Linked DNA regions of Mus musculus: regions 1, 2, 3 and 5 are each linked to region 4. Evidence: chromatin contacts called from public Hi-C and promoter capture Hi-C data. All regions are on one chromosome and are shown on one strand. Each heading gives the region's core, a stretch centred on a gene start, on an enhancer-like site or on the middle of the called end of the contact. The rest is flanking DNA. Distances are from core to core; before and after follow the strand shown.

What was found. Promoter capture Hi-C pulls out the DNA fragments that hold promoters and counts their contacts. Hi-C and Micro-C count contacts between places; a contact is called where the count stands out from the background.
Region 1: a Hi-C map of B cells shows a contact between it and region 4, with 6 read pairs. The contact joins the promoter of Hacd2 here to the promoter of Ccdc58 in region 4. A contact is called at or near these places in 1 of 39 promoter capture datasets (pre-B cells) and 2 of 484 Hi-C or Micro-C datasets (B cells and CD4 T cells).
Region 2: a promoter capture Hi-C map of pre-B cells shows a contact between it and region 4, with 3 times the contacts expected there. The contact joins the promoter of Ccdc14 here to the promoter of Ccdc58 in region 4. A contact is called at or near these places in 2 of 39 promoter capture datasets (the C10 cell line and pre-B cells) and 1 of 484 Hi-C or Micro-C datasets (CD4 T cells).
Region 3: a promoter capture Hi-C map of pre-B cells shows a contact between it and region 4, with 5 times the contacts expected there. The contact joins the promoter of Lrrc58 here to the promoter of Ccdc58 in region 4. A contact is called at or near these places in 4 of 39 promoter capture datasets (the C10 cell line, liver and pre-B cells) and 2 of 115 datasets of contacts at active chromatin or transcription factors (astrocytes and large pre-B cells).
Region 5: a contact with region 4 is called in a promoter capture Hi-C map of pre-B cells, with 7 times the contacts expected there. The contact joins the promoter of Ndufb4 here to the promoter of Ccdc58 in region 4. A contact is called at or near these places in 6 of 39 promoter capture datasets (the 3T3-L1 cell line, the C10 cell line, embryonic stem cells and 2 more), 4 of 484 Hi-C or Micro-C datasets (CD4 T cells, CD8 T cells and pre-B cells), 1 of 115 datasets of contacts at active chromatin or transcription factors (astrocytes) and 1 of 9 other capture datasets (liver).

Annotation. Positions count from the first base shown.
Region 1 is chr16:35,021,071-35,025,226 of GRCm38.p6, reverse strand. Hacd2 (3-hydroxyacyl-CoA dehydratase 2) reads right to left here and starts at 2,806. Exons shown (of 7, transcript NM_023587.2): 1 at 2,592-2,806. The coding sequence starts at 2,746. LOC105246106 (a long non-coding RNA gene) reads left to right here and starts at 2,882. Exons shown (of 5, transcript XR_876048.3): 1 at 2,882-3,156; 2 at 3,289-3,385.
Region 2 is chr16:34,688,789-34,692,911 of GRCm38.p6, reverse strand. It overlaps Ccdc14 (coiled-coil domain containing 14), which reads right to left and starts at 2,296. Exons shown (of 13, transcript NM_172824.3): 1 at 2,081-2,296. The coding sequence starts at 2,254. Gm35150 (a long non-coding RNA gene) reads left to right here and starts at 2,206. Exons shown (of 4, transcript XR_876043.1): 1 at 2,206-2,274.
Region 3 is chr16:37,866,753-37,870,740 of GRCm38.p6, reverse strand. It overlaps Lrrc58 (leucine rich repeat containing 58), which reads right to left and starts at 2,341. Exons shown (of 4, transcript NM_177093.3): 1 at 1,761-2,341. The coding sequence starts at 2,245.
Region 4 is chr16:36,069,933-36,073,941 of GRCm38.p6, reverse strand. Ccdc58 (coiled-coil domain containing 58) reads right to left here and starts at 2,282. Exons shown (of 5, transcript NM_198645.2): 1 at 1,805-2,282. The coding sequence starts at 1,855. It overlaps Fam162a (family with sequence similarity 162, member A), which reads left to right and starts at 2,381. Exons shown (of 5, transcript NM_027342.2): 1 at 2,381-2,472. The coding sequence starts at 2,439.
Region 5 is chr16:37,651,885-37,656,198 of GRCm38.p6, reverse strand. It overlaps Ndufb4 (NADH:ubiquinone oxidoreductase subunit B4), which reads left to right and starts at 1,831. Exons shown (of 3, transcript NM_026610.1): 1 at 1,831-2,019. The coding sequence starts at 1,840.

The DNA.
Region 1 (4,156 bases), core at 1,557-4,056, 1.0 Mb after region 4:
TCTTTGTGCAGTGAAATCAGGTCCCAGAAAGTCTAATGGAACGAGGGGCTCAATTTTAATTGATTTATGCTGTTAAAGGGTCTTTAATAATATTTAGACGGGAAAAATACTTTAAACTATTTTATACAAGTGCCTCAGTGGGACAGGTCCGTATATCGTGATCTTATTTAAATTACATACAAAATATGAATAAAAGTTGCCTTTGAAAATGGATAGTTTTCAATTTCTCAAGACCAAATGAGAAGAGATCAATAAGTGTATTGATTAGAAACCCACGAAACCAGAAAGCACCAGGACATCCAGTTGTGGGTCTTACCTTTCTGCTTGACCTTCCTCCTCAAAAAATTAATATTAGGCCTTGTGGCTTCCTGTTAAATTTTATAAGGAAGCAAATGGAACCTGGTCATTAAGGCCCATCTCAGAAAGAGCAGATTCAACTAAATGTACACACTCAACTAGGCAACAGTATATATGTTCTACACCTACAAACTATCATAGAGGGACATTAAATAAGGGTTTATAACAGAAGAAATAAATTCCTTACTAGCTTAACTGGCCAGCATGGGCAGTAACAAATTAATGTTCAAGTTGATTAAAGCATTAACTTCCCTCTCAAAATTCCGATTTCTGGGCTGGAGAGATGACTCAGTGGTTAAGAGCACTGACCTGCTCTTCCAGAGTTCAGTTCCCAGCAGCCACATGGTGGCCCGCAGCCACCTGGAATGAGACCTGATGCCCTCTTCTGGTGGGTCTGAAGACAGCAACAGAATACTCCCATACATACATAAGTAAGACCCTACTCCTCATTCTTGTGTTCATCGCCCAGAAAGGAGGTCTTTCCTCATTAGAGGACTGTGACATCGCTCTTCAATACAATGCTTCTACCAACATCTTTGCTAGAACAGGAATCGTACATATATGTGTATAGAGAGAGTTCTAAATGTTCTCCTAAAAAAATAATAATCTGGGGACATTTATGAGAACAACAACTTGTAGCTGCAATAGTTCTTTATTGACTTAAGTTTAGATCCAGGGATTTTGAGAACTTGTATAATCACATGCAAGCCTGTGTTCCTTTCTTTTCTTTTTCTTTTTTGTCTTTTTGGTTTTGTTTTTCTTTGAGACAGGATTACACTGTGTAGCCCTGGCTATCCTGAAACTTGCTCTGGAGACCAGGCTGTTCTTTAACTCAGAGATCCACCATGCCCAGCCTGAGGGCATGTTGTTTCAACACCTCCTATCTGCAATACTAACAATCAGCCTACCACCCTCCAAGCCTATTTCTTCATTAAAAAGCAACATAATTTCTTTAGGCTTACAACGTTTGTGCAAGTGTGTATTATTGGCCTGTGCTAATACCAGCATCTGAGGAACATACAAAATTAGCTGATTCAAGTAAAGTGATTTGAAACAGGGTTTCACCGTATATATGCATTTTGTGTATATTTTAAGTTTTGATCCCTGCCAACGTATTTCCTACTGTAAAAGATAATTAAGAATGGATTTTCAAAATACAGTTTTAAATTTTTTCTGTATACTTGAAAGTCTTACAAAAAAAAAAAAAAAGCCATAGTGCTAGCACAGTAGTAGAGTACAAGCAAGTGTGAGGCCCTAAGTTCAATCGCCAGCACCAGTAAACAAACGGATGAATGCTTGCTAGGGAGTCAAGAGTGGTGTGGCACAGGCCCCTGATTCCAACAGTCACAAGATTGAGGCAGGAGAATCACAAGTTCCAGGCGAGCCAGGACTACATAATGAGTTCTGGTCAAAAAGAAAAAAGAAAAAAAAAAAAAAAAAAAAAAAAAACGGGAAAAGAAAGAGAAAAGGGAAGGGAGAACAGAAGGCAGGAGAAATTGCACCTAAGAAGTTTTACGACTTAGGAATTTCCTGACAATTTAAATTTATATGGTGATCCAGCTCACCAAAACCACCGGATTGCGAAACTGGATTCACCTAGCCCAACTCTACCTAACTGGGGGGGAAACAAAAAAACAAAAACAAACAAAAAAAAAAAAAAACCAAACCCACTAGAGACCCAGAGAAAGAAGCAGGTTTCTTCAAAGTCCCAGGGCGAGTTGTGTGAGAACTGGAACTAAAAGCCCTGCTATGAAGAGACAGACTTGAAATGGGGTAGACACCATCCCCAGAGTCGATTCTCTCCCTATCTCAACTTGCCCCAAGAAAATCTAAGTAATCCCCCTCCAAAGTCTCCGCCCCGGTCTCGGACCGCTCCGGCTCGGGCGGCTGGCGGAAAACTTCGACCACGTTCCTACCGCCTCCCAGACGAACGCTCCCGCCTGGGTTTTGAAAGCGGCCGCCTAAATGAATGATCTCCGCAGCCAGGCGGGCTTCCTCGCCGGGCTGGGGAAGTGCTGACCGGCCGCCCGGGGCTGGCCTCCGCGCCGCGCCGCGCCGCACCTGTGGCCCGCCCGCTCGCCCGCCCGCCCGCTCGCCCCGCCGCGGCCCTGACCAGGCAGCTCTGCGGCCAGCCTGCCCCATGCTCGCCCCGCGGCCGCCCCGGGCTGCGGGTCCGACCCCGCCGGTCACAGAGCTCGCTCCCCGCCTCCCCGGGGAGGGAGCTCCAGCCTCACCCCGCCGTCATCACCACATTGTAGATGACCAGGTACGCCGTGGCCACAGGCCCGGGGCCCTTCTTCTTCCGCGCGCCGCTGCTGTCGCCAGCCCCGACTCGGCCACTGCCGCCCCCATTCCCCTTGGTCGCTGCAGTCGCCGCCGCTGCCGCCATGTCAAGCGCCCGCAACCCCGCTCCCCTCGCGCCTGCACCTCAGACCCAACTGGGCTCTACGAGGGGGCGGAGGAAGGGACGAGGGAGAGGCGGGGCCGCGGCACGGGGCGGAGCCGGGACAGCGCCCACGGGGGCCGCCATCTTGGATGAGGGCAAAGACGCTCCAGGCGCTCGTCTCCGTAGCCGCCATCTTGGATAGGGGTAATTTCCTCCCAACTTCCGGCGCACAATCCGTGTGGGCATCCAGCGCCAGGTTTGATCAGGTTAATGTGAACCTGGGCCTCACTTGTCAGGCCTGTTCTTACGGATAATTTGTCTCTGGTCATTTGCTATCTTATGACCATCTCTTCCTGCTGGATCCAAATGATATGTCCTGGTCCTCGGTAACTTTAGCCTCTACCAGGTACCAGGTATCTTTACCCCTGTACACAGTTGCCCAAGTAGCTAGAGGGTGATTGACGTCAGTTAAGCTGTGTGTCCTGTTCAGAGAGCAGAAGGAACCAGCATTTTTGTAACATATTATCTTTCTCTTCTAATTGTAGCCAACTCGGGGAAATAGCCTTCAACAATTTCTTCCCTGTCTTTGGATTTTTTTTTTTTTAAACCTGCTCTCTTGGACACTCCCAACAGTCTCTAAAGGTTAGCCAGTTTTTCTCCATTTGTAGGCCTGCTTTTTATTAAAGAGGATTAAGGTCAATCAGTGGTTAGTGGTGGACCTTGTAAGGCAGTAAAGAGTTGTTTATACCTACAGGTTATGGGCTAGGTGGGAGGGAAATACTTCTACTGAGTTAGATCAGAAATAACTTCTGAAAGCTCCTTTAATCTGCTGACCCCACTCATTTCTTTTTTTAGTACTTTCTTCATAAAAAGTACCTTACTATCAGTGTTCATAAATATACTGGCATTTATGTAATGTAATAAAATATGTATTGATTCCAAGAAGTACTTGTGGAGCATATACAAGGTTGTATTGGAAAATATACATATTTCAAAATAAATGAAAGAAACAAACGTCGTCAGTCTTCAAGAGATTACACAGAAGGATCCAGGAATGAATCGATATGAATTAGCTGGTGAAAAGTGGTATCAGAAAATTATTACAATGATCCAGGTCACAATGATAGTGATTTAAGCCAGTGTGATAATAGTTGAAGTGAGGAACATTGAATTCTCAGAATATTTTAGAGTTAGTGAAATGTGTTGGGTAGAACATTTGGTTTTAAAGGAAGGTAAAAGGAGCATTCAGATTGCTTGGGAGAACAAGCTGTAAAAAGAAGTAAGTTTGAGCTGGACGGTGGTGGCTCAGGCCTTTAATCCCAGCACTTGGGAGGCAGAGGCAGGCGGATTTCTGAGTTCGAGGCCAGCCTGGTCTACAGAGTGAGTTCCAGGACAGCCAGGGCTACACAGAGA
Region 2 (4,123 bases), core at 1,047-3,546, 1.4 Mb after region 4:
CCAGAGGACCTGAGTTCAATCCCAGCACCCACACAGAAGCTAAGCTCACAGCTGTCTACAACCCCAGTTCCAGACGATCTGGCACCCTTGCACAGAAATGCAGGCAGAATACCAATGCACATAAAAATAAATAAATCTTTTTTAAAAGAATATGATGCTCAAATTGTTTCAGAGTCAATCAGGAAGGGAGCTCCTTCTAGTTGGATACTTTAACATTTTTAACCAAATTCCAGAGCTTTGTTAGATCTTTTTTTTTTAAATAGAGAATGTCACAAAAATATTTAACATCTCCTCTATCTTAACAAAATAAAGTATTACCTACAGGTACAATATATCTCACTGACTCCTAGATTTCGTACACTTAAAACTTATACCTATTGAGTAGCAACCCCATGCTCTCTATAGCCACGGCTCTGCTTCTGAATTGGGCTACCTCAGACACACGTATGGGAAAGCAAGCAGCAGCTGTCCTCTAGGAACAGCTGAGTCCACTAAGTCAGTCTCACACATCACACACACTGCTACTGCATACGGCAGACCTCCCTTAAGGCTGAGTAATATTCCATTAGATGTATGTGACCGTAATTTCTTTACCCACTCACTCAGAGATATTTAGGTTGTTTCTATGTCTTAGCTGTTGCGACGAATGCAACAATGCAAGGAATCGCAAACAGCTCTTTAAAATCTTGATTTCAGCTCTTTTGAATAAGTACCAGTAATGAAGCTGGCTGGGTCACCTTAGCTCTACTTTAAGTGGTTTGGGTTTTTTTGAGACTGGATCTCACTGTTATTCAAGTTGGCCTTGAGCTCATGATCCTCCTGCCTCGGGTTCCCAAATACTAGGGCTACACTTGTGCACTGTCGTGCTCGGCTTATTTTCTGAGGAAGCTATACTAGTTATATTCTCACCAGGACTATACAAGAGTACCAATTTCTCAACACCATCACCAATACTTATTTTGTGATAGAAAATATTTTAACTTCCATTTCTTTGATGACTACAGCATATTTCCCTAGACATATTGACAACATGCAACCATTCAAAAAAGGAAGTCTCAAGACAGGGTTTTTTTTTTGGGGGGGAGGGGGGAGTGCAAAATATACATTAGCAAGAAAGACAACATTATAGGTATGTTGTTAAATGGTGGGAAACAAAGTAAAACCCCAAGTCTACTATATGCCAAGTGCTTTCTAAATCTCCAAGACAGAGATGAAATATTCTAGTAGTAGACTAGCACCAGGTCCAACATGAAGTGATTTGTGGAAGATTGCAAGATGCGGAAGGTGGCCTGAAGCACGCCCAACTAGCGGAGATGTGATGGTGTTGGAAAAATATTCTAGAGACGGTTCTTGACATGAGGGCTAGAAGGAAAATAGAATTAACAGGCCCACCATAATTTGAAAAGACGTGGGAGCACGAAAGGTCAGAACGCCCAGGGCACAGCAGGGCTAAAACTAGTTTAGCTCTATTGGACCTGATTGGATGGGGCGGGAACTGCAAAGGATCCAAAATGGCTCTGTTCCAAGCCAAATGTGTATCTTGAAAATGGGTTTCCCTGTCGTACTTGGAGCAGTTACTAGAGAACATCAAGAGTCACGCGTTTGAGAACGGAGGGCGGGTACAGCCACTTACTGGGAGACTCCAACAACAGAGACAGAAGATCAGTTAAGAGAAGCACCGAGAAGCTGAATCCGGGGAGAGGATTAACTCAAGCTAAGATCCTAAGAACTTCTCTGATAGAGATGTTATTAGGCAGTCGGACAAATGACCAAGTCGGGCAAATTACTGGCTTTGTAGAGGCACAATTGCTGGATAACTACGTAATATTGGAAACAACTGCAAAGCACAGAGCGGGAAGGAGGTCACTGCACTGGTGATAAAGGCTGGGCTTCGAACCCGGGGTCTGACACCAAACTGCGCTCTGGAAGACTGGCACGGCCGCCCTGAATAAAGCATTCATCTAGGGACGTCCTCACCACTTCGGGCGCGCCGCAGTTACTATTTTTTTTCTAGCACCTTCCTAAATCCCCCTCGCCTCTCGCCACCCCACAGTGGACTCATCAGGTCCGCAGCCCTCACCTGGCCCGGTCGAGATCCGGACCTGACCATTTCTCTCAGCCTCAGAAGAGCCCAGGCGTAGGGAAACGAATACTTGAGAAAAAAAGAATTAACCGCCGAGATGTCCGGACCTCCCTTGTCCCGCCCCCTGAGCTTCCGCTTCCGGGAAGAAGGCCGCGGACCGCCGGGACTCATAGCCTCCTTGGCGCTAAAAGGTTTTCCTTCGGGTCGGAACCTGGAGCCCTGGGCGTGCGCAACAGACTCCGCGTGCTCCAGCTTGCCACGCCCAGGCGGAGAGTGGGAGAGGCCAACAGACGGCCCGGGGGGCGGGGCGGACGCGGGGGCGGGGCCTGATGTGGGCGGGGCCTTGCGGGAGGGGCGGGGCGAGGAACTCGTTGGCTTTGCAGCATTCTTCAAACTGGTTGAAGTGGGAACCAGGGCCTGCTAGCCCATTGGGTAAAGGACTACCGCTGGATTTCAGAAGCTTTGTGTACTGTTTTAAGTGTATTTGTTCTTGAGAGTCAATAGAAATCTAACCTGAACAGTGTTCAATGGTTTGGCTGTCTACTTTTTCTATCGAGATAATTGCTGTTGATAAAGGATGGCAGTATTTTTTACCACTGATAGCTGCACTAAATAGAGAATGGTGTTTGAGACACTATATTTGGGATTGTTTTAAATCAAGTTGGAGAGAAATTAACCCGGTTGACTCTTCTTTCTATGGTAAGATGGCTACCTTTGTTAAAAAAAAAAAAAAAAAAAAAAAGGGTTGTGTTGATTTTAAAACCCTGGGACCTGTAGAGACTTAGTGGATAAGAGCAACTCTTGCCCTTGCAAAGAACTCAGGTTGGATACCCACAGGTAGTGGGTCACAACCATGTGACTCCAATTTCAGAAGATCTAGTACTCTCTTCTGCCTCCTCAGGCACCAGTTGTACAAGTGGTACTCACATATGCATACGACATTTTAAAGAAGGATATATATGTATACACACGCGCGCGCGCATAATTTTGCTTGGCCTGAAACTTACAATGTAGACCATACTGGTCTGAAATTCACAAAGACCCTCCTGTTTTTGCCTACCTAATGCTGGTGCTAAAGGTGTATGCTATCACACCCTACTTAAATAAACCTTTTTTAAAAAATGAATTTAAATGGGGCTGGAGAGATGGCTTAGTGGTTAAGAGCACTGACTGCTCTTCCAGACATTCTGAGTTCAATTCCCTGCAATCACATGATGGCTCACAACCATCTGTAATAGGATCTGATGCCCTCTTCTGGTGTGTCTGAACAGCTACAGTGTACTCACATATATAAAATAAATAAATAATTCTTTTTAAAAAAATTAGTTAAAATGTAGCTGAATAGGTAGCACATAAGTTAAGAGCACTAGATACAACTGCAGAGGATCTGAGTTCAATTCCTAGCATCAGCTCACAGCTGTCTACAACTTCAGTTCCAGGGAATCCAGTGCGCTTTTCTGGCCTCTGGTCCCCAGCATGTAGTACACAGACATACACACAAGGAAAACATCTATACATGTAAGAATTTAAAAATAAATAAAATAAAAATATATACATTATATAAATAAAATTATATGCATATATATACACATATACATATTCCACAAGTAAAATCTTCCCATCTGTATAGTAAACACTCCAAGTGGAGGGATTTTAGTATTAGTTGTGTTGGCCACAAGGCAGCATGTTCCCCAGGATACTTATGAATGCCACCTAAAACAAATCTTAAATCTTACTTAAAATGATGAGGTGAAGGTTTTGCAATTTATTTTTAGTAGCTCTGTCTTAGTCAGGGTTTCTATTCCTGCACAAACATCATGACCAAGAAGTAGTTGGGGAGGAAAGAGTTTATTCAGCTTACACTTCCATACTGCTGTTCATCACCAAGGAAGTCAGGACTGGAACTCAAGCAGGTCAGGAAGCAGGAGCTGATGCAGAGGCCATGGAGGGATGTTCTTTACTAGCTTGCTTCCCCTGGCTTGCTCAGCCTGCTCTCTTATAGAACCCAAGACTGCCAGCCCAGAGATGGTCCCACCCACA
Region 3 (3,988 bases), core at 1,092-3,591, 1.8 Mb before region 4:
AAACAAACAAAACCAAAAAAACAAAAATAACAAAAATAATAAAAAATTTTAAAAATACTTGATTGAAATAAAACACGACATGTTAAAATTAAGAGGAACCAAAGTCTGTCCAATGAACATAATCTCCCCTTACCTGTCCTATATCCTACCTTTCCCTAGTACTCCTGTTGTAGGTTACCGGTGTCTACCACAATGGCCTCCTAACCAGCCCCCAAATCCCTTCTCCTTCATTCAGCCCCTTGCCACTCCACAGGAACAAACATGTGCACTCAGAATACAACCCACACTCTATGGAAGTCTTCAAGATGTGACACCCTCTGAGTGTCCCCGGTTCTTTGCAATGATCATCTTTCAGCAGTTCTTTTCCTTGCTCCTGGACTTTCACACACACTCTTCTTTTTACCTGGATTGGTCCAATGGCTCACACTCAAATCTTCACTGTTACTTCCTTCAGAAGGCTGACTCAAACGGCACTTACTCAAGAACCAAAATAGGTCAAATCCCTGTCATTCTATCTCAGGGGATTAGCCCCAGAACTTAGGAAAATGTTGGGACACATCAAGTACTGTGTAAACATCTATCGAGGAGCAAATTAAGGGACACTGTGTCCAGATGCCTCATTTGGCAAACAGGAAGTGCTAAGTGACCAGCAGAAGGGTGAGATGTGAAGAAAAAGTCTTATTCCTGGGTCAATGTTTTCCCTGTTAACTCGAAGGTTCTTTCTGGCTCCACATTCTTTTATCTTGGCTAACCAATTAAAAGAGAGGAAAAATATTTAACAAGTGGAAGATGCTTTCTTGTTTTGCTTTGACTCCCCTGCAGGGCACATTAGAGCACTTCTATTATCCTCTCTGCACCTCCTCACTCCAGTACACTACTGACTAAGCCACTAGGAGATAGGACAGACAGTTCCTGTAAAGAAGGAATCACATTCAGTAACATACAGTAACACAGATACAATGGTATGATGTGTGACACACAGAGGAAGTAATTTGGCTCTAATTGTCCTGGGAACAGTTTTTTTTTTTTTTTTTTTTTTTTTTTTTTTTTTTTTTAGAATTACAGAAAAGACTCCTAAGATAAAATTTTGAAATGTGAATAGTTCCTCAGGGTCAAAGGAAGCGCAGCGTGGTTTTTTTTTGTTGTTGTTGTTTTTGGGTTTTTTTGTTTTTTTTTTTTGTACCCAACCCCAACCCCACAATTTAGTGAAGCTGCCTTTCTGGGTGTGTGTGTGTGTGCAAGGCTCACTGACTCCACAAATGGTACTTTGGGTATCGGGAAAAGAGGGGAACTGGAAATAAAAACCAAGGAAGTAGGTCAGCACCTCCTACGCCACGTTAAATGCCACTTTGATGCAAACGCATGGAAAGTCTCGGAAGACTTAACCAGTAAGAAATCGCCAACCTCTGTTAACGGGAGCCCTTTTGACTCCCTGTCTAGACTCAAGAAAGAAGGCGAAGTCCGGCTTAGTGGCGCATGTCTTTTAGCCCCAGATTTGGGAGGTAGAGGCAGGCGGAGCTCTGTGAGCTTGAGGTTAGCATGGTCTCCACAATGAATTCCAGAGTTCATTGGGGGGCGCGGGGGGCGTCGAAGACCTGCGGCAGGCCAAACACAACCCAAAGGCTACCACCCACCCACCCACCCTTGGTCAGACGCTACGGGTGACAATGGCTCGCCTAGTCCCCCTCCCCCTCCAACCCGGTGCCACGGAGCTCGGGCCACCGCCCCGCTCCCCACCCCCGGGACTCGCCGCCGCTCACCTCCGCAAGTTCTCGATCTCGGCGGGGATGCTCTGCAGCTGGTTGCCGCCCAGGCTGAGGGTCTGAAGGGCGCGCAGCTCCAGCAGCGAGGCGGGCAGCTCCTGGAAGCAGTTGCCGCTGAGGTTGAGCACTTGGAGGCTGCGGCAGAGCGGCGACTGGGCCAGGCCCTTGGGCAGCGAGCCCGGGCCGCCGAGCCGGTTGTTCCTGGCCAGCAGCGTGCGCAGGCCGCTCAGCGTCAGCAGCTCGGGCCCCAGCGCCGTGAGCGAGTTGCCGCTCACGTCCAGGAGCTGGAGGTGCGGGAAGCCGCCGCCCAACGCCCGCGGCAGCGACGTCAGGCGGTTGTAGGGCAGCAGCAGCCGCAGGAGAGCCTCGCGCGCGCCGCGCCGCTCCTCGGCGCGCGCCTCCAGCTCCGACTCCAACGCCTCGGCCGACACGCTGAGGCGGGACCAGTTGAGTTCGGCCTCCCCGAGCGCGGCCTCCTCCATCCCGCCGGATCCCGGGCCCGCGAGCCGAGGCGGCGCGCCCCGGAACCTAAAGCGAGCGCCGCGTCGGAAGTGGCGCGGCGCGGCCCGGTACGGCCCGGGCGCTCACCCCCGCGCGCCCTCCGAGTCACGCGATGGTCGGCGCCGGGTGCGCGCGCCGCTCCGGGGGCCGGGCTCCGCCTCACGTGGCGCACGGCGCGGCGTCCGCTGCGCAGGAGCCGAGGCCTGGCGCTCCCGGGAACCGTGTGAGGGAGCTGTGCTCGCCCGGGCGTCGCGGGGCTCGGTGGGCGAGCCGGAGGCCTGAGGCTCCCCGGAGCGGGCAGCTCGCCCTTTATAGTGTGGCACCCGGTGGTGGCCTTGGCCGCCAGAGTAAACAGCTCCGGGGCTGTTGATCCCGCCCGGGGGCCTGCGCGTCACGGGGCGCCGCCTCCTTTGTTCTCACTTGAGGCCGGGGCCCCCCCATTTTTGCGGGATCCAGAGAGAGTAGCCATGACGGGGACGTAGCCTGAGAATTTAATGTCTTCAGGAGAACGTGCTTGGTGGCCCCACGCCTCTCGTCCCCGCTCTGAAATGCAGAGGCAGCCGTACTGAGTCTGAGGCCCGCCTGACCTACATAGCCCAGGCTAGCCAGGGCTACACGGTGAAGAACAAAGGCCTCTTCGAAGCTAAAGCCAAAGTCGGAGATGGCTGTCGCCCCAGCTGGAAAGCATGCTTGAAGACCTTCCCTTCCCTGATTGCCTGTTGTTTCTTAAAGCATTGTCTAACGCGAGCGAGCCAAGACAGCCACAGCTATACAGTGAAACCTTGTTTGGAAAAAAAACAAACCCCAAAACAACAACAAAAAGCACCATTGTAAAAGTATTGTGTGTCCAATAAGAACTTTGTCCACGTCAATCACAGAATCACTCCTGTGGGCTTTGGTCCCTTGGGCATGGGAATGCGCTTGGGAGTTGGATATAGGAGCCCCCTTTATTAGATCTAGCTTACACTGAGCTCAGATGGAGAAAGCGTTCAAAGCACTCTGCAAGTGAGAACTAGATAGAATTTAACTGGGAAAGTCTTGACTCTAGCTCTAATTCACTAATTCCAGTAGATTTATTTTCATCCTGATCCCATTTCAATGTCAATCTTTTCTGAGATTTCGTTTTGTAATTTTAAAGTCATTAGTGGAAATAAGAGAAAAGCTTAGTTTCTTACCGAGCTTAAATACAAGAAAGTTAAAAGGTTATGTGATAACCAGTGGGATTAAATTGCTTTTTTTCCTAAAAATCATAACCTCATCTACTCAGTTGTGCAGATGAGAGACTTCATGCTACTTCACAGCTAAGCTTTATGATTGAGTTGTCATGTTTGTTAGTTTAAACAATCTATGAGTGGAATTTAAAAAATATGTGCCAGACATAGTAGTACCTGCTTTTAATCCCAACATTCAGGAGGCAGAGGTGGGAGTGTCTCTGTGAGTACCAGCCTGATCTACATAGTTTTAGGACTGTCAGGGTAACAAAAAAAAAGAAACCATGTCTAAAAAATAAAATAAAATCTGCAAGTGTCTTGAAGACATCTGATTTGGAAGTTCCTTTTTTAAAATGGACCTTATTTCAGATCAACCTAATATTCTAGAAGAAGCCCTACTGTGATCAAGAATACTTAATGCTTTAAAAATGTGTACTCTTGGTAAAACAACAAGCAGTAGCAATGTCAAACGAGGGAAAAAAACAAAACATGATTGAGAAAAAGAGCTAGCCT
Region 4 (4,009 bases), core at 1,033-3,532:
CTTTGGAAATAGGATGTTTTCTGGGAATGCTACAATGAAGGGGAATGCAAAAAGTTCAAAACTCTTTAAAAACCTTTTAAGCTTAAAATACATAGTTGTGTGAAAACAACATTAAGAATTACTAATAGTTGGAACTTGACAGAAAGTGACAGGGATTGCATAGGAAAGCCCATGAGAAAACTTTTGAAAATAAAAGGATCAATTTTGATGTTGACATAAGTCTGCCTTAAGAATATGTCCATGAAACTAGGAGGAGCATTTGTAAATACCTGTGCCCTGCATCATATGCAAAATATAACCCTCCAAATAGTAAACAAGTCCGGAACTTCATTCAATTTGCATGCAGCATATTTAAAAGCACTCATTTGTTTCAAGTGACTTTAAAAACCCTTTTTTTTGTTTGTTTGTTTGGTTGGTTGGTTGGTTTGTTTGGTTTTCTTGGTTAGGATACCTACATACAAAGTGATCTAACAACTCTTGAGAATATTAATTTTGTTTAGTAATTTGTGAGAATTCCAGTCAACCATGTTTTTCATAATTTTACCAAATTCATCTAAATGTAAATGCCATAGTAATGTTTTACATTGTTACAGTACCTTCATGTATGTTCTGGTTCTATCTGTGAAGGAGTGGGAACAAAAATTAATGCCTATTTACAAAATTAAAACATATGCTAAGACTGGTTCTGGGTAAACAAATCTTTTGATTTTTTTTTTTTTTAAACTCACAGATTCATTAGGTCTTTTGGCCAAGGGGCTGGAGAGATGATGGTTCAGTGGATAAGAGTATCTGTCTGTTCTTGCAGAGGACTCAGGTTCAATTCCTAGCACCCATATGGCAACTTGCAAAAGTTTGTAACTTCAGTCCTAAGAGATACAATGCCCTCTTTTGGCCTCTGCAGCTAATGCACAGATGTGGTGCACAGAAATACATGCCCACAAAACACCGATGCCCATAAAAATAAATGTTAAAAAAATACTTTTGGCCTAATTATTTACCAAATAAATCAATTTGGTGAGGTTATCTTCAAGAATACCACTACCTACAAGCTACTCAAAGTATTACGGTTACTACAGATAGGGAAATGACATGTTTAACAAATTTTACTATCTCTACTTAAAATACACTTTTAAAGGTCATGTTTTTTTGTTTTTTTGTTTTTTTGTTTAGCTTCAACTCTAATTTAATAGCAGAACCATCATTGTGAATTGATCAACATCCGGATCGTTATTCTTGAATTCTTGGTTAACTATTCAACCTTTGAAATTTTTAGTACCAAAAAAGACACATATTTGACTTAAGTGTTACACCTTCTCTCGGGATCAAGAAGGCGATAGCACAGACCAAGTATTTGACTTAACCCTCCCCCAAGCTTCCAAATATTCATTGTATCGCACCACACACATAAAAAGGCACTATGCCAAATACTTTATCAAGTACACAAGGTCTCTTTCACTTTTTCTCTCCCACAAAATCTCAACTTAGAAGTAGGGGAGTTTTGGTAGAAGCTGGGAATGAAGTTCGGAGAACTACTGAACTATTAACTATCCCTACCCACAGCTTCAGAGCTCGGCCTGACCGCTCCAGAATGACCCGGTGAGCCTCCGGCACCTCCTACGCTGAGCACCTCCGCTTTCCAAGGCCACCCCCAGCCCCCATGACCTCCAAAGGCTCCCCTATAAAAAGCTCTGAGCAACTTGCTTTTCCTACAGTTTGTCTATCCTCCCTTCCCGGACCAAAGCACCGACTGGGACGTGGGGACAAAAGGCTGGACAAGCTTGCCACGTGTGGAAAACCTCATCACCTGGAACTCGGCGAACTCTTCACAGTTCACACTGCCACTGGGCGCCGCCATATTGAACGAACACGAGGACCCCCGCAGCCGACCAATCACCGTGGAGCAGAGGTGTCCGCGGTGCTGCCTGACAGCAAATACCGTGAGCCCGGGCGGTTGCCTTTCCTCTCGCTAAGCCTAGAGCATCGGGTTGCTAATGAGGGATGAGCCCCTCGAAGAAGCGTCGAGAAACTAACGGCGTTTGGGGAGGTGAGGGTGGGCAAGCGGTGAGAATGACTAGATGTTTTTAAAAACATAGCTAAGTGGAAAGCAGGCTTCCTTCGGGCATTCCCGAAGCCCGGACGCCATAGGGCCCTGGTCCCGAGTCCCTCCGCGTGTGTGACTCGCTTGCACAGTCCTAAAACACTACTCAGCGCTTCGCAGTTGGCAGACATCGCCCTCCCTCCTCCGCCTTCATCATGCCCGGGCAGGCAGGGCGTTTGGCCGCATCCTCCGCTCGTCGCGCACGTCCCGCACGCCCGCTGCGTCACGCCGGCACGCCCCGCCCACCCCGCCAGCGCCCTCCCCACGCGGGCCCTTGGTGACATTGAGCGCCAGCGCCGCGGCCGCCGTGGGGTGCTGTGCGTCGGCGGAGCGGGTGGCCATGTGGAGCCTCGGCGGCCTGCGCCTGGCGGCTGGTGAGACGCGGGTCTGCGGGCGGCAGGAGGGGGCATCGCCGGTGGGGGTGTCCTGCTTACTGCAACCGTGTGAGGACCGCAGCGCCTTAGCAGACGCGGGGGGCTGGCCGAGACCCTGGTATCTGGCGCTCATTCACGCAGCTCCCATCTTAAGTTAGTGCCTTGATGCCTCCACCTGGTCCCCATCCTCCTGTGAGCTCCTATTAAGAGTTATCCACGGAAGTAATGCTTTCCACCCTGACTTTCTCCTATCCGTTATTCTACTTGTGCCTTCCTACTTGTCCCTCCCTCTTTAGGTGAGGGACTCAAAGATCTCACAGAATACGAGTAATTGTTGCCTTAAGTTGTGGGTGGTAGTACATACTTTTAAACAATAGTGCGGTAAGTGCCGGGACTCTCTTAGGGGAAAGTGTTATGCTAATAACGTAAGGTCTATAGCCTGTTTTCTCAGTAAACATTGGAGCGGTTGAGTGTTTTGGAGTCTGGTAACGTGAACGTATCCCGCCTCGGGGAAATCTAGAGAGCCTTGAATTATCAAGTTGAGAAATCAGAGAGTTTGCAGCTTGTATCTTGAGGGTCTTTAGAGGGTAGCTTACCTTTTGATCATCTTTATGAACTTTCATGATCTATCCTTTGTTCCATGGCATCAAATTACTACAGAGTTGTTAAATTTTTAGAGAAAGAATAGCTCCACGTTTTGTTATTGGAGTAATGTATATTGTAAATGTAATTGAAGCAATGCAAAAAAAAAAAAATAGTACATGGAGAATAGTTGCGTAAAGAGTAGCCGGTGAAGAGGTTAGATTTTACCGACTGAAAGACCTTTCAATGGGTCAGCATTGCTTACACCCTTAAAAACTCACACCCACTCTGCTCTAGAAAGAAAACGGAGAAAGAGAAAAAGCACTCATTCTTTTACTGGTTTTGATTTGTATCAGTTAAGATCTAATCATCTAAAATCTCGATGTGCATGTTTATTAAGTATTACAAAGTTTTCAAAAGAGCAAGCAAAAGAATCAGCAACCTGTGAGTTATGTGAAAGTCACTTAAACACTGGCAGTAGTTACTTTTCTAGACTGTAGCACACGTCATGGAAAGCTAAAGTGTCTTGGAAGATTTCTGATGTTTTGGAACTTCTCTGCTGGGCCTCTAACCAAGACAGACTTCCTTGCACAATTTAACAACAATTTTACTTCCGATGGGGAATGTTTTAATAGCACACCAAGGATGTTATGGGCAACGACTGCCAGGTGATCTGTGAGTGTCTGGTGTGTTGTGAGCACCTTCCAGTGATTTCTTTTACTTTTACCTATTTTATTAATAAAAGCGCTTTCTGATTTACATTATCTGATTTCTACAGCGCCCCCCTTGAATCTTATTCCCTCCTGTCTTTATAAATAAACATAAATCACAGGGCTAAATAACTTGTGTAGCACCACCTGGTGATAAAAGTCAGCACCAAAGGAGGGCAGTGAGTTTGTGTTATCCGAGTTCCTTGCTGCTGTTGATGCTGCTGCTGGAATATGCGCATGTGTAA
Region 5 (4,314 bases), core at 582-3,081, 1.6 Mb before region 4:
GTTGCTCATCACTTCAGTGCCAACACTTTCTAGGCCCTGTCACTGCCTAGCAACCACTCCCCCCACATACCTACATGTCCCCGGAAGTTTGAGCCAAGTTGAAGCTCTTTTTTGATCTAGCTTTCCTTGTTGGTGTTATTGTTTCCATTGTTGCCTCCTGAGGAGTGTTTTATGGGAAGCTAAGGACCCTGCTGTGTGCCTTGAAGTTGATCTTTCCCCTTAGTGATAGTGTGTGGGGGTGGGGGTGGGGGAGTGAGGAGTGTGAGTGGGAGGGAGTAAGGAGGGGTGGTGACAGGGGGTGGAGCATTGGAGGGGGGATGGGAGCGGGAGGTGCAGAGATGCTGAGAGCTGCATGTTACCTTCATTTACTCTCCAAATCATCTTTCCTGTTCTTATTCTCTTGAAACAGAGGTTTGTGGTGTACCCCAGGCCGGCCTTGAGCTCAGAGCTCCTGCCTCAGCCTCCCAAGGGTTTGCGGGAATGCACTGTTATTCTGCTTGTTACTTTCCTATCTGAAAGGATGTCTTTTACTTTCAGCACCTGAGGAGTGCTGAGGATTTAAGAGAGGTGTTTTTGTTTTGTTTTGTTTGCATTTTCACTAAGGTATTTACTCAGGAGTTTCATTCTTTATTATTTTCTGATCTACTACAGCCAGGTAAAACTTGCTCTGTAACCCCACTCTCCTTTTAAACAGTATTTTATGTCTTCAAAAGATAAGCTTATACTTAGGTGGTGAAGAACCAGTCTGCCTCCATCTTAGGTTTAAAAGCCATCTGATAGTAAAGACAAACTAAGTTAAACAAATTAACTTGATGAATTAAAGCTGTTAATTAATCAAAGATTGGGCTATGCCCCACCTGTAACCTTAACTACAAATGGTTCTGTACTGCCTGTTCCAGGAATAGCACTCACATTTTTGTTTCAAAAAGTTAATGTTTATCTTGCAAAAGGTTTGTATGGGTACCTTGTATGACTACCTGCTGTTATGACTGCCTTTGTGTCTTTGTTTCAGGAGACTAACTTATTATGCCTATATTCTGCTCCTGTAACTCCTATTTTGCCACAAATCCCCCATTTAGAACTCCTCTACCTCTGAGCTATAAAAGCCTTCCTCACATCCAATGAACCTTGCCTTAGGAGGAGGCAGGGGGAGGCAGCTCGTGTACAGGAATAAAAACCTGACTTTAATTAATCTGGACGAGATGATCTGAGTCGGTGGTCTTTCTCCTCCCATCTTTGGGGTTAACAGTGGATTGGTCCTAAAGTGGTAACCTTTAGAAAGCTTATTCTCTTTTTTGTTTGGGGTGGGGCGTAGCTAGGGAAATGTTTGAAAAGCAATTTCATTGTTTTCAATGTCTCATTTAATTCCAACAACCTTGCTAGGAGTGCAGAGTCAAGGTCATTTCTCCAGGGTAAGAAAAAGGAAATTTGGGAGACACTAATGACCTTGACTAATGACAAGGTCACCCAGGTTGGAAGAACCCACCCTGGACTGTAGGACTTCAGGAGTCACAGACAACCCAGTTTCCCAGTCTCCTCTAGTCTACTCAACTTCAGGAAATCAGTTCTGCAAACAAGTAGTAGCACAGAGAGAAAAGGAGTTTACCACCAGACAAGAGGAGGCAAAACGAGAAGCAGTGCGCACGCGCAGAATACGCGGGACGAGGGCGTGAAGGAGGATTGGCAAAGGCTCCACCCAGCCTCGAACCCCACCCCTCTCCCGCCCCTTCCTGCCAGAGCGCCTTGTGCGCGCGCAGGCGCACTTCCTGAGCCTGAAGGTCAGACTCGAGAGGGCAGCCCTCATATCCGCGCAGGCGCAGATGTGCGCCGGGAGTCAAGATGTCGGGTTCCAAGTATAAGCCTGCGCCCCTGGCCACTCTCCCCAGTACCCTCGACCCTGCCGAGTATGACGTGTCTCCGGAGACCAGAAGGGCGCAGGTCGAGCGCTTGAGCATAAGGGCCCGGCTTAAACGGGAGTATCTGCTTCAGTACAACGACCCCAAACGCGTGTCGCACATCGTGAGTGGGGCCGGGCGGGACTGTGGGCCGGGGCAGCCGCATCTCGCGTGGGCACACGCGGGGCCGCCCAGCTCCCTCCGTGTGCTGGACACCGGCCCCGAGCCGCACAGCCCTTGGCCCTTCAACTTCGGCCTTCGGCTCAGTGGTCAAAGGGATCGGACGGCTTCCCCCTTGGTTTAGAGAAACTTGTTCCACTCTGCATAGTCTCGGCTTTCTTGTCTGAAACATGGCCATAATATGGTCCTTCATATCTTTTGAGGCAGATTAACACATGACTGACTAATCTAGCACAGTATCTTCCTCGAAAAGGGCGTGCTCAAGCCCGGTTCTCCCAAGTGTACTGCATAAAAAGCTGTTTTGTGCCATTCAGCTCCTAACTCTCAAGGACACTTCTTTCTTTCTCTTGAGAATAGGGGTTGTTCAAATGAAGTGTGTTATAGAAGCTGAGGCTTTGATGCATTCGGCTTTGGAAGCAGACCTCATGGCCCCATATAATAACCAACTATGATCCCTGGGCAATTTACGTAATCCCTCTCAAACCATAGCTTTTTTGTGTTCTCGTGGAAAATGGTGTGCATCCGTCAGATTTGTGAAATCAAACAAGAAAGTACGTAGCATTACTATGTATGTAACATACATCACTAAAAAAATATTTTGGCAAGTGTGCTTTTAGACAGTTTCTTCTGTAAAAGCTGTCTAAATATCTCAAATGGGATTTTTTTTTAAATAAAGATTTTCCAACAATTGCATACATATTCTCTATCATTTTTGAAAGTTAGAACAACCAAGGGAAAGTTACACAAAGTGGTCAGGTTCAATGCTAGTCTCCAGGTGGCTCAGAATGCCAGGTCCTCCAGCCACAGCCTCACATACTGGGGTTACTGCCACTTGAAACCCATGCCTGGTCTGAAAGACATTTAAAAAAATTAAATGTCGCAGTCATTCACAGAGGTTACTGTGTTAGTCTCTTGGCTTTCTAGATGAGACTGTATGGACAGTGACACCCAGAAACAGGTCACACACCCTAGTCTGTGTGACTTATATTACCTTCTGCACAGATAGAGTATCCTCAAGCAGACCTTTGTTTACATGGTGAAAGAGATACACCTGTTCTATACTATAAGCTAGATAGCATGGGATTGTTACTATTTTTTTTTTTTTTTCAGACAGGGTCTGAATATACAGCAGCCCTGGCTGTCCTGGAAATCAGTATGTAGAACAGGCTGGCCTTGAACTCACAGAGATCAACCTGCCTCCGCTTTGTGAGTGCTCACATTAAAGGCATGAACCACAACACGGGGCCTGTTTGTTTGTTTAACTTTTTAAAAGTAACTAGAGTAAGGCCTCAGTCAGATGTGAAGTTTGAACCCCCAGTCGTCTGTTTTTTGATCTCTGTAACCCAGGGAAGTTTCCATTTCGCATCTCTAATAGAAATAGAGACACCTGCCTCCTTAGCTGCCCCATTAATCGTTTACCAGCCAAAACTTGTGCACCCTTTGTCTAGTCTTTAGGGGTAACTAATTAGGTCAAAAATAACTGCTCAGGACCTATTATGAGACGAAGATGCTGAGTTGAGAGTACAAAGCCAGCTGGAAGTCCCTGGCCTTGTAGAGCTACCTGTGTTTGGAATGGGGATGACAAATACTAAGTGCGTTAGAAATCTGAATCATTTGGTGTTTGAGCCGGTGGTGAGTGGTACAGAAAATAAGGGTGGGGTCAACCCTGCGTGCACCAGGGAAGGAAGCACCTGTTTGGAACAGGGCTTTGGGCATCTTGTTTTTGTTTGTTTGTTTTGTAGTGTTTGGGATCAAATCCATGGTCTCACATGGGAGGGAAGCGCTCACCACTGAGCCACAATCCCATTCTTGGAGCATGACATTTAAGTAAGGATCTGAAAGAAGTGAACCAAAGGAGTTAGCTTGAGGGAAAGGGAAAGAGTGTGCCAATTAGAAGACACTGTAGGTACAAGACCAGCTCTAGCATTTAATATATCTCAAACTATACCAGAGAGCTATTTCAAAATATGTTAGCAGACCTAGTACTCAGGAGGTGGAGCCAAGTTTCATTTTATGTCCTTATAACATGATTGCCTTTTTAAAAATAACATCTTTATTAATTGTGTTATTTTATTTTATATTAGATGCATTGGTGAGAATTACATAGAATGTATTTCGATGATGAAGTTTTGTTTCTTATGAGACTGTTATGGATAAAATAGTGGGGGGTACAGTGACAAACCGAAGTCAAAGAGATCCCTGCGACTTGATCACATGGACCTTGTATGACATTGTAAAG